Linked DNA regions of Pan troglodytes: regions 2 and 3 are each linked to region 1. The links are chromatin contacts, called in public HiChIP or PLAC-seq maps. All regions are on one chromosome and are shown on one strand. The core of a region is the stretch at or near the end of the contact, and the rest is flanking DNA. Distances in the headings are between cores, read along the strand shown.

What was found. HiChIP or PLAC-seq counts read pairs in DNA pulled down with a chosen protein or histone mark.
Region 2: a contact with region 1 is called in an H3K4me3 HiChIP or PLAC-seq map of stem cell-derived excitatory neurons, with 11 times the contacts expected there. The contact joins the promoter of PRPF6 here to the promoter of PTK6 in region 1. A contact is called at or near these places in 1 of 7 Hi-C or Micro-C datasets (stem cell-derived neural progenitor cells) and 1 of 1 datasets of contacts at active chromatin or transcription factors (stem cell-derived excitatory neurons).
Region 3: a contact with region 1 is called in an H3K4me3 HiChIP or PLAC-seq map of stem cell-derived excitatory neurons, with 16 times the contacts expected there. The contact joins the promoter of TPD52L2 here to the promoter of PTK6 in region 1. A contact is called at or near these places in 1 of 7 Hi-C or Micro-C datasets (stem cell-derived neural progenitor cells) and 1 of 1 datasets of contacts at active chromatin or transcription factors (stem cell-derived excitatory neurons).

Annotation. Positions count from the first base shown.
Region 1 is chr21:69,874,127-69,879,028 of NHGRI_mPanTro3-v2.0_pri, reverse strand. PTK6 (protein tyrosine kinase 6) reads left to right here and starts at 2,633. Exons shown (of 8, transcript XM_016938334.4): 1 at 2,633-3,860. The coding sequence starts at 3,433. It overlaps SRMS (src-related kinase lacking C-terminal regulatory tyrosine and N-terminal myristylation sites), which reads left to right. Exons shown (of 8, transcript XM_024352155.2): 8 at 1-2,514. The coding sequence ends at 16.
Region 2 is chr21:70,325,392-70,330,293 of NHGRI_mPanTro3-v2.0_pri, reverse strand. PRPF6 (pre-mRNA processing factor 6) reads right to left here and starts at 2,647. Exons shown (of 21, transcript XM_016938284.4): 1 at 2,322-2,647; 2 at 385-553. The coding sequence starts at 2,392. It overlaps SAMD10 (sterile alpha motif domain containing 10), which reads left to right and starts at 3,969. Exons shown (of 5, transcript NM_001251908.1): 1 at 3,969-4,228. The coding sequence starts at 4,138.
Region 3 is chr21:70,204,178-70,209,079 of NHGRI_mPanTro3-v2.0_pri, reverse strand. It overlaps TPD52L2 (TPD52 like 2), which reads right to left and starts at 2,444. Exons shown (of 6, transcript XM_009437664.3): 1 at 2,239-2,444. The coding sequence starts at 2,257. It overlaps ABHD16B (abhydrolase domain containing 16B), which reads right to left. Exons shown (of 1, transcript XM_003317058.6): 1 at 4,365-4,902. The coding sequence ends at 4,670.

The DNA of each region.
Region 1 (4,902 bases), core at 1,384-3,883:
CCGAGTCCTCACGTGACCCAACGCTCTGCGCTCCAGCCAGGCCAGCCCCTCGTCCCTGCAGAGCGCCAACTCGAAGGGATGCCGGTCTGCCGGACCGAGGAGCCTCTGGCTGTGGGCCTCAGGCCCTGGCGTGCACACGTGTTCGTGCACCAGGCAGACGTGCAGACAGAGGGCTGGGGCTGACGTTCCCCGTGCAGTGTGACTCGTGCAGACGGAGGGCTGGGGCTGACGTCCCCCGTGCAGTGTGACTCGTGCAGACGGAGGGCTGGGGCTGACGTCCCCCGTGCAGTGTGACTCGTGCAGACGGAGGGCTGGGGCTGACGTCCCCCGTGCAGTGTGACTCGTGCAGACGGAGGGCTGGGGCTGACGTCCCCCGTGCAGTGTGACTCGTGCAGACGGAGGGCTGGGGCTGACGTTCCCCGTGCAGTGTGACTCGTGTCTCTGGCATCTCAAGAGAGACAACAGCACAGGAGGGTGGGTAGAAGCCTCGGAGGCTCTGGGCGGGGAACCCTGAGCCCTGTGTGTCTCCTGCCTGGGTCCCTTGGACTCCCTCCCAGGGTGAAGAGCCAAAGGCCCAGTTCTCTCCCTAGTCCCAGCTTGGGTTTTTGGAAGTGACCAGTGCTGGCTCCCAGGCAGACTGTGGTGTTGACCCCACTGGGTGTGTGGTATGTAGGCACGGGGTGGCACCGTCACCTGCCCCTCACAGACACGCTGGCGGCCTGTGCACAAACCCACTCACGCACACAGCACTCAGTAAGCCGAGACTGACCCACTCAGACACGCACACAGGCGCACATCACACACAGGCTCAGCCCCCCAAACCCAGACCCAGGAGCTGGAGCGTAGGGGTCCACGTGGCTAGAAAATGCAGGTTGGAGCGGCCCCCATGCCGCCTAGACCCCCAGCCCAGGACATCATGGTGCCCAGACAGCGTGAGCCCCAAGGGCATTGGCAGGAGCTGCCGATTCCATCTCCCTGGGCGGGTTCCAGGTGGCACAGGAAGGGTGGGCCGGGAGGCTTGGTGACCTGGGAGCTGCCCTTGGAGGCTATTTCCAGGGGCCTCAGGGTGGGCCGTGGGGGATTTGGAGTCTTCTGCCTGTGCAGGGTCAGGCAGGGTCGGTTGGGGGCTCGGAGGTAGATGCCATGGTATGCTGGGCAGCAAGTGGCTCAGAAAGCCTCTGGGTGTGAGTCCTCGGGGGTCACCAAGGCAGGAGGGGGCAGGGATGTGCAGGGTCGGCCCTCGTCTCCCCACGTCTGGCTCAGGGAAGCTTCTGCTCAGGTCTTCGTGAAACACGTCAAGAAGCAAGGGGGCCGGCGGGGTCTGTTTGTGGCCCCCGGAGACCCTGCCCCCCACCCTCCTGGGAGCCCAGGTTGGCAGCTGTGCCCAGAAGGCTTTCGGGGATGGAAAGTTTGGAGACAAGTTCAGGCCTGACTGAGTCCTTGTCCCCTAGAGTTGGGGTCAGCTCTGTACCTGCTGAGCCGAAGTGCTGATGGCCGCCGTCCACAGGCCCCGGCCAAAGGCTGGCTCAGGAGGAAGCTAAGAGATGAGACTCCCGTGTGCAGAGACAGGTGGCCCCGGGGAGGGAAGAGGCCACTCGGAGGCTCCGAGAACGGAGGCAGCGCAGGGGCTTCCTGGGGCCTGTGCATAGAAGGAGCAAGGCCAAGCGGAGGGAAGCAGCAGGAACCAGGACCCCTGCAGATGGTGGAGGCAAGAGGCTTTATCTGAGCCTTTGGGACCCTGGCCACCTGCCCAGCTCCATCTGCATGGGAGAACCTAGGGGAGGGGCTGGCTCTGGTACCTGGGCCCACTGAGGCCTTGAGCTGAGCTTCCGGTTCTGGCAGGTCCCCAGCACAGCAGCCTGGGGGCTCCTCTGGCACAGACGGCCTCGCCCTCTGTGCTTTCTGCAGCCGCCACTGGGGTTAAGGGAACCAGGTGTGTCTGTGGCACCTGTGCCCTCCTAGGCATCTCGCCAGCCACCAGCTGAACAGGTTTGGTGCTCCTGGGTATCTGGGAGGGGCCGGGGACGTTCCTGCCTCCTGGTGTGGCTTAGACTGAACGTCCTGCACGTCCGAACTCAGGGATACTCGAGGCTTCCTGGACATAGACTCACGGGCCCAGAGTCCCAGGCTCGAGTACACCGGGGCGGTGTCAGAGCTGGTGGGCTCTGAGGGACGCTGCCCGGCCAGATGCCCCGGCGCCCTCCTTCCGCATTCCCCACCCCCCACCCCTCCCCCTGCATCCTCCCCGACCGACCCCAGACAGAGCTGGGAGGGCCAGAGGGACACTGCCCAGGCCGGCACCCCGCTGCCCCTCCCCACCTTGGTCAGTGCTGAGCTGGGCTGCCCAGAAATCTATGAACCTGTTAAATAACCCAGATTATTGTTCTTAATCTCAAAACAATGAGTGGAAGGTGCCATTATTTCTCTTTGCAATAAAAATAAAAGTTCAAATACGCAGTTTAGGGACTTTCCCTACCACTCCTTGCAGACTTTGAGTTTCCCTTCCCACCCCTTCCTGCCCCCTTGTGGCTGCCAGTCCAGGTCCCTGGGTTGGAGCTCCCGGGTGGACACAGTAGAGTCAGTGGGAGGGTGGGGCGGGGAGGGGCCTTCAGGGAGGGGGTGTCCCGAGTCTCAGGGGCTGGGGGGCAGGTGGCCGTCGGGTGCAGGTGGGGGTCACGGCAGGGCTCACTCAGGCATGAGTCGGGAGAAGGGAGGCCAGCTGGAAGGGGGCAGGGGTCCTGCGGGCTGGGCAGGAGGAGGCAGAGGCTGCAGGCAGGAGGGGCTGCCTGGGAGGGACCTGTGGCCTTGGGCCCCAGCGCCGTGGGCGCTTCCAGGCCGCACTCACGGTCCTTGCCTGCCCCCTGGCGTCCGTGTGGAGGAAGGCAGTGCCCGTTTCTTCAACCGCGGGTGCCCCTGGCTCTGCCTCCCCGGGGATCCCCCAAAACCCTCGGGCCCTCCTCTTCCAGGAAGTCCTCCGGGCTGACCCACACAGCTGTCGCTGCCCTGATTCCACTCCCTCTTCCCTGCTTGGCCCTTACCCGAGGGCGGGCCTGCCCATGAGGCCGCTCTCAGGACGCCTGCCCACAGCAGCTCCTGACATTGGGCCCTGCGCTCAGGGGTGGAGTCTGGGGCTGGGTGAGGGCACCGACGGGTGGAGGGGAAGCTTCCGGAAGCGGGGAGAGAGGCGGCCCCCACCTGTGCCCCCGCAGCTCTGACGGTTGGGAAGGCAGCGCCTGCAGCCCTCACCTTCCTGCCCTCAGGCTGCGAGGCTTGTTCCCAGGGGGCCGTTGGCTTCCCTGAGTGCCTGAGTGTCCATAAGTTGGACCCCCGAGAAGCCCCAACCGGGGGTCCTCCTCCCCCTCTCCTGCGCTCAGGCCGGCCCTGGCGGTGCTTCCCCAGTGGGTTCCCATAGTTCGGGCGCTAAGTGCTCGGATGGGCCCCAGTGGGCCTGAGAACTTGTGGGGCCGGCTGGGCCCTCAGGAGGAGCCGGGGTGCTCTCGAGCGCCTGTGGGTGCTGGGTGTGGCTGCTTCCCGGCCTGTCATGAGGAAGTGGGACGGCCCGCCTGCCACGCCCAGCTCTGGGTGCTCCAGCTGGGCTATAGCCTGGTCCTGCCGCTGCGCCCGCCTGCCATGGTGTCCCGGGACCAGGCTCACCTGGGCCCCAAGTATGTGGGCCTCTGGGACTTCAAGTCCCGGACGGACGAGGAGCTGAGCTTCCGCGCTGGGGACGTCTTCCATGTGGCCAGGAAGGAGGAGCAGTGGTGGTGGGCCACGCTGCTGGACGAGGCGGGTAGGGCCGTGGCCCAGGGCTATGTGCCCCACAACTACCTGGCCGAGAGGGAGACGGTGGAGTCGGAACCGTGCGTGTCCTAGGCTGCTGGGAGCTTTGGCACAGGCCACCCTCTAGGCACAGGGGAGGGACAGGGCTCTGGGCTGCTCAGGGAGGCCCAAGAAGGTGGGGACCCCGGTTCCATCTTCCTGTACCCCAAAGTCCAGGCTGGGCATCCCGCTTGGTCCTCCCTGCAGGCCCCATGCGCTGGCGCCCAGGAGTGCCCAGGACTGTCCCTGCGGGAGTTGGAGCATGGGGGTCAGAGGGCACGGCCCCTGCCTTGGGCTCATCCTTGTCACAGCTCGGGGGTGGACGCTGCATTGCCGGGACCCAGGGAGGACAGAGGGTCCAGGGTGGACTTCTGGGGCCCGGTGGCCAGTGACAAGGTCTGTCGAGCGTTCCAGGGCCTTTGGGGGAAACGAAGCTTGAAGCTTGCCCAGTTTCCAAAGTGCCGGAACCAGACACACGACCTAGTTAGGGGAGCGGGCCGGCTGCCGGGCAAACTTCCTGCCTGCTGTGCCCTGCGGGGAACCAGACAGCAGCTGGTGTGGCCTGGCCTTGGCTTCCACGACTGCCCGGAGCTCAGGCCGAGGAGGGTCACACTCCTGAGATCCCGCGTTTCTCATCATTGATTGGGCACCCACTGTGTGTGTGCGTGAGTCACAGGCTGTGTAGGGTTAGCTCCTGGGGGACCCAAGCAACAAGCAGGGGAGGCTGTAAAGAGGCCGTTGGGCAGGGGCCCGTGGTGGAGACCCCTCTATTATGTGCAGACCCACGACCTCGTTAGCAGGGTCACGTGCAGGCCCACGACCTCGTTAGTGAGCAGGGGTACAGGGGTGGGGTCTGGCCGGAGGCTGGTCAGCTCCCAGGTGCAAAGACCCTGAGGCCTGAGAACTCGCCCAGGTGAGGAGTGGGGAGGAGGCCAGGTGAGGAGGGGGAGGGAGGCCAGGTGGGGGGGGCGGGAGGCCAGGTGGGGGGGGCGGGAGGCCAGGTGAGGGGGGGAGCAGGAGGCTAGGTGGGGGGGGGCTGGAGGCCAGGTGAGGGGGGGGCGGGAGGCCAGGTGGGGGGGGCGG
Region 2 (4,902 bases), core at 1,398-3,897, 450 kb before region 1:
CAGTTACTCGGAAGCTGAGGCAGGAGAATCGCTTGAACTGGGGAGGCAGAGGTCACAGTGAGCTGAGATCGCACCCCTGCACTCCAGCCTGGCCAACAAGAGCGAAAGTCCGTCTCAAAAAAAAAAAAAAAGACTGGCCAATAGGAAATGCCAAGGCAGTGGTCCTAACACCTGCAAGAACATCTCTTCTGAGGGACAAAAAGTGCACATTTCTCCGTGTTTTTCCTGCTCCCTCTCACTCTCAGTAAAGATGTTCCATGAATAGCTAAAATTTAAATGCATGAGCCACTCCAAGCCATTCATTACAGACACCAACACACACTGGTTAGGTCAGCTGCTCCCAGAGACTGGCTGGAGGAGCCACGAAAGCCGGACACAACTCACCTCATCGTAATTGGTGTCATTTAGATCCTCGTCGTCATCGTCAGCAGCCTGGTTTTTCTTCATCTGGTCCCCAACGGTTCTCTTGCCTGGGGGTGCATGGCGATCATCCACAGGGTCATTTGCATCACGGGCGGGCCCAATGTCTGACCGCGTGGTGAAGCCAGTGGCACTGCAGGAGACCCCCAAGACACCGGGTGTCTGAATAACTCTGTTCCTGTGCTCTTCTCCACCCCTGGTTATCACTTACTAACACCTCTTTTTCTAACACCTTTGGGAAACCTCCAAAGATCCTGGTGACAATGAACTGCAGTCTCAAACACTTCTGATCTTCTCTGCTTACCTGAAGGTTTCAGCCTACCCTGATGATGTTACCAAGGCAATCTCTCTCCACCCTAAGGCTTCGATCATCTCCCCCTCCACATCCAACCAGGCCCTTAAACCCAACTTGGTCCACACTGAGCTCGTCTGTGCCCACCTTACAGCTGCTCTGGGGTGTTTCAGCCGATAACAGCTGTCCCAGATGCCATGGGACCATGATGTAATTTTTGCCTCCCTCTCCCACTTTCCCCATCCTGTCTGTCCCCAAGTACTAATGAATCCACTTTCAAAATCCCTCCTTCCCAGACTATGACTCCCATCACAGCTGGAAACCAAGTTACCTCTCCCTGCCTTTAGCCTTCCTCTACTTCAACCCATGCTCTGCCAGATGATTCTTCCCAACACACAGCTCTGAGTAAAAAATTCTGGGCCGGGCGCGGTGGCTCACGCCTGTAGTCCCAGCACTTTGGGAGACAGAGGCGGGTGGATCATGAGGTCAGGAGTTCAAGACCCCCCTGGCCAACATGGTGAAACCCTGTCTCTACTAAAAATACAAAAATTAGCCGGGCGTGGTAGCGGGCACCTATAATCCCAGTTACTCAGGAGGCTGAGGCAGAGAACTGCTTGAACCCGGGGGGCAGAGATTGCAGGGAGCTGAGATCGCGCCATTGCACTCCAGCTTGGGCGACAGAGCAAGACTTTGTCTCAAAAAAAAAAAATAATAATAATAATAATAATAATAATAATTCTGAAGGGTCATGATCTTTCTAACGTCTCCAGGAGCTCTAGCCTGACGCTCAAGGCCCCTCCAACCTCCTGAGCTCTATTCTATTCGCTGTACATTCCACTCACACTGGACTCCCTCCTGTTCCCTGGGCTTCCTCCTTGCCTCACTTTTTTTGAACTCCCACACGCAGAATGTCAGTTTCTCTTCTATCGTCACCGTTTCTACAGCCCTAAGTCCAGCTCTCTTACTAAACTTGGCTCCAATGCTACTCTCCATTAAGCATTGGGTTCTAAATCTGGTCCTCTTTACGTACTTATTTATGGTAATACCAAATCCTCCTTAGTGAGCTTCGGGTCCTCTGAAGATGCTGTCAATATCGGAGCCTTGTGTGTGCCCCACAGATTCTAATATAATACCACCACCAAGAAAAACCCAGTAGTGTTCCTCATCAAATGAATAGCCAAATAGGATAATAACGACTGCTCACTTATCCAGCAACGTACGGTGGTCATCTGTGTTGCAGGCATAGAGGACCCAGGCACGCTTAAGGCGGGGCGGGCGGGCGGGGGGGGGTGTCAGCCCGACCTGAGGAAGGTGGTCCCGTGTTTCCACTAACATCAGATTCCTCTACTCCTCACTGCAGACCGCATACAGCATTACCCATCTTACAGACCAAAACACTGGGCTGAGAGTCAATGTGTCACATCTAGGCGGCAAGCAGGATGCACACACATGTATGTCCTGACCCCAAAGCCCGTTGCTTCCTGCAGGGATTAAGCCGATCCACCAAGCGTCTTTCAGACTGCGCGGCCATAGACCCCCGCCCCCAAACACGCGCACTGCGCTCCTGTAGCCGGGTCCCCGCCCCTCGCGCGCCGCCCCCAGGCCTCACCCCCGGCCCAGCCCCGGCACGTAGCCGAGTGGCGCGGGCATCCCTAGGAACGGTTTCTTCTTCTTGTTCATGGTGGCGGCGACGACCAAGGCTAGGAAGGAAAGGAATGAGGAGCGGAAGAGGGAAAGACGCAGAGACTCTAGGCTTCGACGTCCGATGCACTCCGTAGCAAAGTGTCGCCGTCGTCGCGTCACCCGCGCCCCGGAAGCAGAGCGCTCAGTCCGCACACGCCCCGCCCACTTTCGATTCCCTGGGCGGAAGTCCCGACGTGCTGGTTCGACGACTTCCGGCCGCGGCTAGGGGGCAGGAACGTGGCAGGCGCGTGCGCGGGAGCGCCTCCTCGTGGAGAGGCGGAAGAAGCTAGGTCGAGCTTGCACTGGGACCCTAACTGGCCCCTGGGGGCTAAAAACAGCCTGGGGCATTGCTGCTTCCCGAGTGCTCTGATGCAGTCCCGAGACCTGTCTGTGAGGGTAGGACCCATGGTCCCCTCCCTCTGAACCCATGGCCCCCTCCCTCTGAACCAGCCCAGCTGCCCGCCCTCGCCCCTGGTGCGCCCTGTCCGAGCAGAGCTGTACCCTGTCCAGTTGTGTAGAGCTTGTGTGTACTGGTTATGGGCACACTGCTGCCCTACGCTTTTAGCACTCATATTCTTGAACCCCCATTCAGGCATCTGTCCCTCCAGTGGGACTAGAGACCCCACCCACGCCCGCCAACATGCCTTGGACATTCTGGTGAGGGCCACATCCTTAGCTCCTGGAGAGCTAATTGACGAAATAAATAACCGCAGCTGAGCTGTCGGGAACACGTCAGTACATGAACATGGCTGTCAAGCATGTGGGTGAATTCTCTGTGTGTGATTAGTGGGGTGTGTGCACAGAGGTCACGTGTGCTCGTGTTTTGGGTGCAAGTGCATGACTGTACTCTGTGCATGCATTTCTACATGTCTGTGTGCATCTCTGGTCCTCCTGCTGTAAGACATCCTCCAGAGCCCCTACATACACCCAGGGAGAGCACCCAGGCTCCTGGGCAGAGCAAGCCGAATAGCTGGTTGCAAGCCTGGCCTGCTGCTGCACCAGGCAACCACAGTTCCCTAGCCCAGCCCCATCTCAGCACTTCTCACTGGACTCCTGGAGCAAACACACCGCTCCGGCCTGCTACAGCCTCCTTGGAGTTCCCCTCTGCCCCATCTCCAGGCAAGCCCCTTTCAGTTACAGAGCACTGTACCGCCCCCTCTCCCCCGGGCACTGAGCCAGGTTCTGGGGCTGCAGAGGGAAGGGAGAACCACCCTGATGTTCACAGTGGGGTGGGCGGTAAGCAAGAGTCAAGCTGGTTTCTCCGGGGAAGCGGGTGCCTATTTGAGGGCGAGTAAAGACGTAGGAGACCGAGGAAAGTGTGTGGGAGGGGTTGACCTGCCCCTTGTCCTGGCCCCGGTAGGTAGAAGGCCCCTGTAAGATGCCCCTCAGCCCACCCCCACGCACAGAGGGGCCCGACCTCAGAGGACGCCCGGCAGGTGCACGGGGACTCTCCTCCGCGGAGCCGTGCCCAGGGGCGCACGGACGCCCCTCGCCCTGGCGGACAGCCTTGGCGCACGCAGGCCCGCGCGCCGCCGACACACCTCGGAGCTCCCGGAGCGCGCCCGGCACACAGGGCTCGGCGGCAGGTGCCTCGCCGCGCACACTCGCGGGCCGCGGGGACCGGCTCGGGCGCGGGGCCGGCTGGGGCGGGGCGGGGCGGCGGCGCGCGTTCCCCGCCGGCCACACCGGCCGCCCTGCACTCGGCGAGGGGCGTGTGCGCGGGCCTGGCACCCGCGGGCCCCATGTTCACCGAGCTGAGGTCCAAGCTGAGCCCCCCGCGTGGCCGCGCCGGGGCCGTGCGCGCGGGCTTCGGGGAGCGCCGGGATGTGGACGGTGAGCGGGGCTGGACTGGGGAGCGGGGATTTCTCGGGCGGGGGTCTCAGGGACCCAGAGGCACGGGGGCGGGGCGGGACCCGGCGGGCTTCGAGCGGCGGTGGCTGGGGGTATTCGGCGGAGGTCCCGGCTCAACGGGGTCCCGTAGCCTTTGTCCTGCTTTAGGGGGCAGCCAGCCTCAGGCCTTGGGGGTCAGCGCGCCCTTGGTTTGGGGTGAGGGGGTGACAAGCCGGGGCGCCTGTGTCCAGGCTGGGACTACGCTCGGGTCACCTTTTTCTGCGCGCGGGGAAAACCCTCCCCCGCTTTTGCAGTGGGGCCGAAAGGGGGCCGAGGTCACATCCCGCCTCGGTGCCCCCGCCGCATTTCCTTCTGGAATCCTGACGTTGGGGCGGGAGGGACCGGACCGACAGACCGCGGGACGGACGGAACTCCCTCCCGGAGTGCAGGCAGGAAATGGGCGGAGCCTGCTTGGCCGGGGCAGGTGCCGTGCGGGCTGAGGAGTCCGACGGGTTTCCCCGGACTGCCGCGCGCTTCTGCACCAGCCCCGCCGCTCGAGGCCCTGCAAAGCCCGGACACCACGGCGCCTGTCCGCTGGAGGGCGCGGGCTTAGAATAAGCCTTTTCCCACAGCACTAGGGGCCACCTCGGGGCGGTGGCCCACTAAGCACACCCTCT
Region 3 (4,902 bases), core at 1,195-3,694, 330 kb before region 1:
TACTAAACGAAGCGTATCCACTTTTTTATCCACTGATTCTCTTTTTTTTTTTTTTTTTTTTAGACAAGTCTTACTCTGTCGCCCAGGCTGGAGTGCAGTGGCACGATCTCCGCTCACTGCAACCTCCACCTCCTGGGTTCAATCGATTCTCCTGCCTCAGCCTCCCAAGTAGCTGGGACTACAGGAGCACACCACCATGCCCGGCTAATTTTTTTATTTTTAGTAGAGACGGGGTATTGGCACGTTGGTCAGGCTGGTCTCAAACTCCTGACCTCAAGTGAGCCACTGGCCTCGGCCTCCCAATATGTTAGAATTACAGGCGTAAGCCACCGAGCCCAGCCTTTCTCTTCTATTTAAAAAAAGACAAATGAGGCTGGGCACAATGGCTCACACCTGTAATCCCAGCACTTTTGGAGGCCTAGGCGGGCAGATCACCTGAGGTCAGAAGTTCGAGACCAGCTTGACCAACATGGAGAAACCTCCATCTCTACTAAAAATACAAAATTAGCCGGGCATGGTGGCGCACGCCTGTAATGCCAGCTACACGGGAGGCTGAGGCAGGAGAATCGCTTGAACCCAGAAGGCAGAGGTTGCGGGAAGCCATGATCGCGCCATTGTACTGCAGCGTGGGCAACAAGAGCGAAAATCCGTCTCAAAAAAAAAAAAAAAAAAGTAGAAAGACCAATTAACCTGGCATGGTGCGCCTGTAGTCTTATAGTCCCAGCTACCTGGGAGGTTGACGCAGGAAGATCGCTTGAGCCCAGGAGGTGAAGATTGCAGTAAGCTATGATTGCACCACTGCACTCCAGCCTGGGAGACAGAGAGAGACGCTGTCCCCCAAAATAAAATTAAAAAAAAAAAAAAAAAAAAAAAGGCCAGGCGCCGTGGCTCACGCCTGTAATCCCAGCACTTTGGGAGGCCGAGGTAAGCAGATCACGAGGTCAGGGTATCAAGACCGTCATGGCCAACAGTGAAACCCCGTCTCCACTAAAGATACAAAAAATTAGCCGGGCATGATGGCGGACGCCTGTAGTCCCAGCTAGTTGGGAGGCTGAAGCAGGAGAATGGCAGTGAACCCGGGAGGCGGAGCTTGCAGTGAGCCGAGATCTAGCCACTGCGCTCCAGCCTGGGCGACAGAGTGAGACTCCATCTCAAAAAAACAAAAACAAACAAAACAAAAAACACCCTCCAGAATAATGCAGCACCTAGGAATTATAAAGCTTAATATGTAGCCGGGCACAGTGGCTCACGCCTGTAATCCCAGCACTTTGGGAGGCTGAGGCGGGCGGATCACAAGGTCAAGAGATCGAGACCATGCTGAGCAACATGGTGAAACCCTGCCTCTACTAAAAATACAAAAATTAGCTGGGCCTGGTGGCGCGTGCCTGTAGTCCCAGCTACTCAGGAGGCTGAGGCAGCAGAATCGCTTGAACCCGGGAGGTCGAGGTTGCAATGAGCTGAGATCGCGCCACTGCACTCCAGCCTGGCGTCAGAGCAAGACTCCGTCTCAAAAAAATAAAGAAAGAAAGAAATTTAGCATCCCTCTCTAGAGCCCCAAAATGGAAGGCAGACTTTTATCATCTTCTCAAGATTTCAATCTCCTGGGCTCGCTCCACGCCCCTCAGTGGCCATCTCATACTGCTCTGGGGCGACTGTTCTGGAAACAGGCCTGGTATGCTGGGTGTGCCCCTGACTCACTCCACCCCCTCTCCATGAGGCAACCCCTAAGCAGGCTGAGCTCCGAGCAGAGTTGCTGCCCAAGGGGAGCTCTGCTGAACGCGAAGACCCCTTCTCTGCTCGGGAGCCGCCCTCAACACCTCGGACTGGGTCCAGGGCCAGACAGCGTGAACCCGAGGGCCCCGCGCAGGGACCGGGGGGTGGCAGAGCAAGCAAGAGCAGGGCACGGGGTGGGCGGCATAAGCGAGACCTGCTGGGAGCGAGAGAACCCAAACTACGGGAGCAACGGCGGGCGCCAGGGAACCACACCTCGGAACGGTCCCAGGGGAGACCAGGAGGGCGGCTGGAGAGAGCCCAGGAAGCGGTCTGGGCCGCGGGCAAAAGACACACACCACGACCATCATAAGCTTCGAGGTCAGTGGCCCGAGAGCTGAAGAGGGGCCGCGGGGTGGGTGAACAGAGACCCGAGAGGACAGAGAGTCGCAGACGCGACCCCGGGAGACGGAGAACAACGGGCAGCCTGGGCCCATCTGCGGCGAAGGGGCCGGGCCCGGCAGGTACCTTGGCCGGCGGAGTCCATGTTCGGGCGGCGTCCGGACCGCTGTCGCGGGCGCTATGGGAGCCGAGCGGGCGGCGCCGGGAGAAGCTCGCCGCGTACACACTAGCCAGCGGAACTGCCTCAGCTCCGCGGCGTTTCGTAATCCGCGATGCGACGGCTACTTCCGCCCGGGCACGTGCTCCGCCTTCTTCCCGCCCCCACGAGTGATATCCAATGAGAGCGTCGCTTGGCCCGTCCTGATTTACCCGACTCAACCTGATAGGCCGAAACTGCGGGCGAACCAGGAAAGGGAGGCGTGGTTCGGCGGGAATCCATTCCAGGTTGACTCCACCAGCGAGAATCACAGGTAGAACGGTCAGAGTAGCGGGAGGACGGAGAAGGTGGGAAGTGGGAGGACCGTCCAACATGGCGCTGTGGAAAGCCAGCGCAGGGCCCCAGGGGATCTTCCGGGGCGGATGCAGCTGCCTAGGAGTGCTGGGGCTCGCGCGCCTCGGCGGCTCAAACTCTGACCCCTTGAGATCCTTTCCAGCCCGACCCCTTACTTTAGGGGTCAGCCTGCCCCCGTAAGTCCTGTTATTTATTGTATTTATATTCTTTTTTTAGTTGGTCCTTTTTTGTTTGTTTGTTTTTGAGACGGAGTTTCACTCTTGTTGCCCAGGCTGGAGTGCAATGGCGCGATCTCAGCTCACTCCAATCTCTGCCCTCCGGGTTCAAGCGATTCTCCAGCCTCAGCCTCCCGAGTAGCTGGAATTACAGGCGCGCGCCAACACGTCCGGCTAATTTTCGTATTTTTAGTAGAGACGGGGGTTTCGCCACGTTGGCCAGGCTGGTCTCGAACTCCTGACCTTAGGTGATCCACCCGCCTCGGCCTCCTAAAATGCTGGGATTACAGGCGTGAGTCACCGCCCCTCACGCCTGGCTAGTTTGTCCTTTTCATGGGGACTTTTTATTGTATGCGGGTTACGCTGAAAAAGATCGCGATTCGTCCCCTCGCCCTGCAGGCGCCGCTGCCGCCTCGCCTCGGGCGTGGACCCTGCGGCTCGGGCCTGCGCGTGTGCACCCCGAGGTTGTCTCACTTCCTGTTCAGGGCGACCAGCGCTGCGCCCTCCCCACTCCACAGATGAGGAAGCTGAGGTTAAAGTCACTTACCCCAGGTCACTCCGCAAGTTGAAGCGCAACCAGGATACTCTGGAACAGGATGCCTGACTTCAGAGGAGAGGCGCGTAACCACCAGGCAACTGGCCCCATGAAAACAAGTCCCACAACTTCCCTTCTTTGGCGCCTACTTGCTCCCGGAAGAAAAGCCTTAAACGGTATTCAAGCCCTTTAGGATCTGATGTCCTAGGACTCCACTCTGGGCTTCCAGCCTGGGGTGGTACTGGTCCCTAGGCATGGAAGCTCCTCCCACTGCCCCTTCCTTCACCCGGCCACCTCCTCCCACAGGTGTCTTCCTGGTACTCTTGCACAGGCCCGAGTCCTTTACCACCACGGCCTTATCCTGCTCTGGTGCTCTCAGTAATGTTTTCTCCATTTGCTGCCTTTCATTCTTTCCAGAGATTCTTGCTCAACCCAACCAGGCCAGCCCAGGGACTAGGGACATGTAGGGACAATAGTCCCTGCTTCAGGCAGTTCAGGGCAGACCACAGAGATGTGACATTACAGACCATTGTGAGCAGAGCCTTGTCCCATTCTGTGTTGCATCCCTAAGCCAGGAACAAAGTCCAGCCCAGGCCTGGCTCCAGAGGACGCGCAGTAGTATCCTCTGGCCTGTGCAAGTGTATCTGTAGCCTCACATGCCACCATGTGAGTCTGCAATCTGTCTGTGAATGCCCTGGTGTAGAAGCCAGGAGTTTGGAGGTGGGAGGGAGCCCTACAGAATGATAGCCAGTGCGAACTCCTGGGAATGTCCAGCCACTAAGACCTGCCCACAGCCCTGCCATGCCAATGTCCTCCTTTTCACGGGAGCAGCTTGCACAGACTCTCAGCACACAGCTGGCATTGTGTTCCCAGGAGCCATCCTGTAACCCAGGCCAGGTGAAGGGCTCCTCCCTGGGACCCCACAGCCCCGTTCCCATCATCCTTTTGTGGTGATCAAGGCACCCATCACACAGTATTGCCATAAACCGGGTCAGGTTAACCTTTCATTCCCTTAGGAGCTGGGTGGGGGCAGCCAAAAGTATTTGTAGGAGGAAGAGAGAAAGGAGGGGACAGAGCAAGGAAGAATGGGAGGACGGTCAGAACGCCCCTGTGAAGGAAGGAGAGCACCAAGTCCCCGTGTTCTGCCTACTGTCCCCCAGACAGCAGATCAGGAGCACCCCGCGCCCCGCCCCCCACCCCCGTCGGCGCCGGCCCCCTGCAATGGTTGGGGGTATGGGAAGGTGAACCAAGAAGGCCAGGAGTTCAAGTGCGTGATCCCCCACTGGGGCATATAGGTTACAGCCGCCAGGGCAACTGAAACTCCTCAGGCTCCAGAGGGCTGAAGTGAGTCGCCTCCACGTTCTTGAGGTGCTTCCGAGCCAGGAACAGTGCGAGGCGCCGGCGCCGCCGCGAGCTCAGGCCCTGGCCCACCAGCCATGGGAAGGCGGGTCCGTGTAGCCCCAGGGCCTCCTCGCCCTCCAGCTCCTCTTCGCAGCGTGCACGGTAGGAGCGCAGCAGCGCCAGGCACC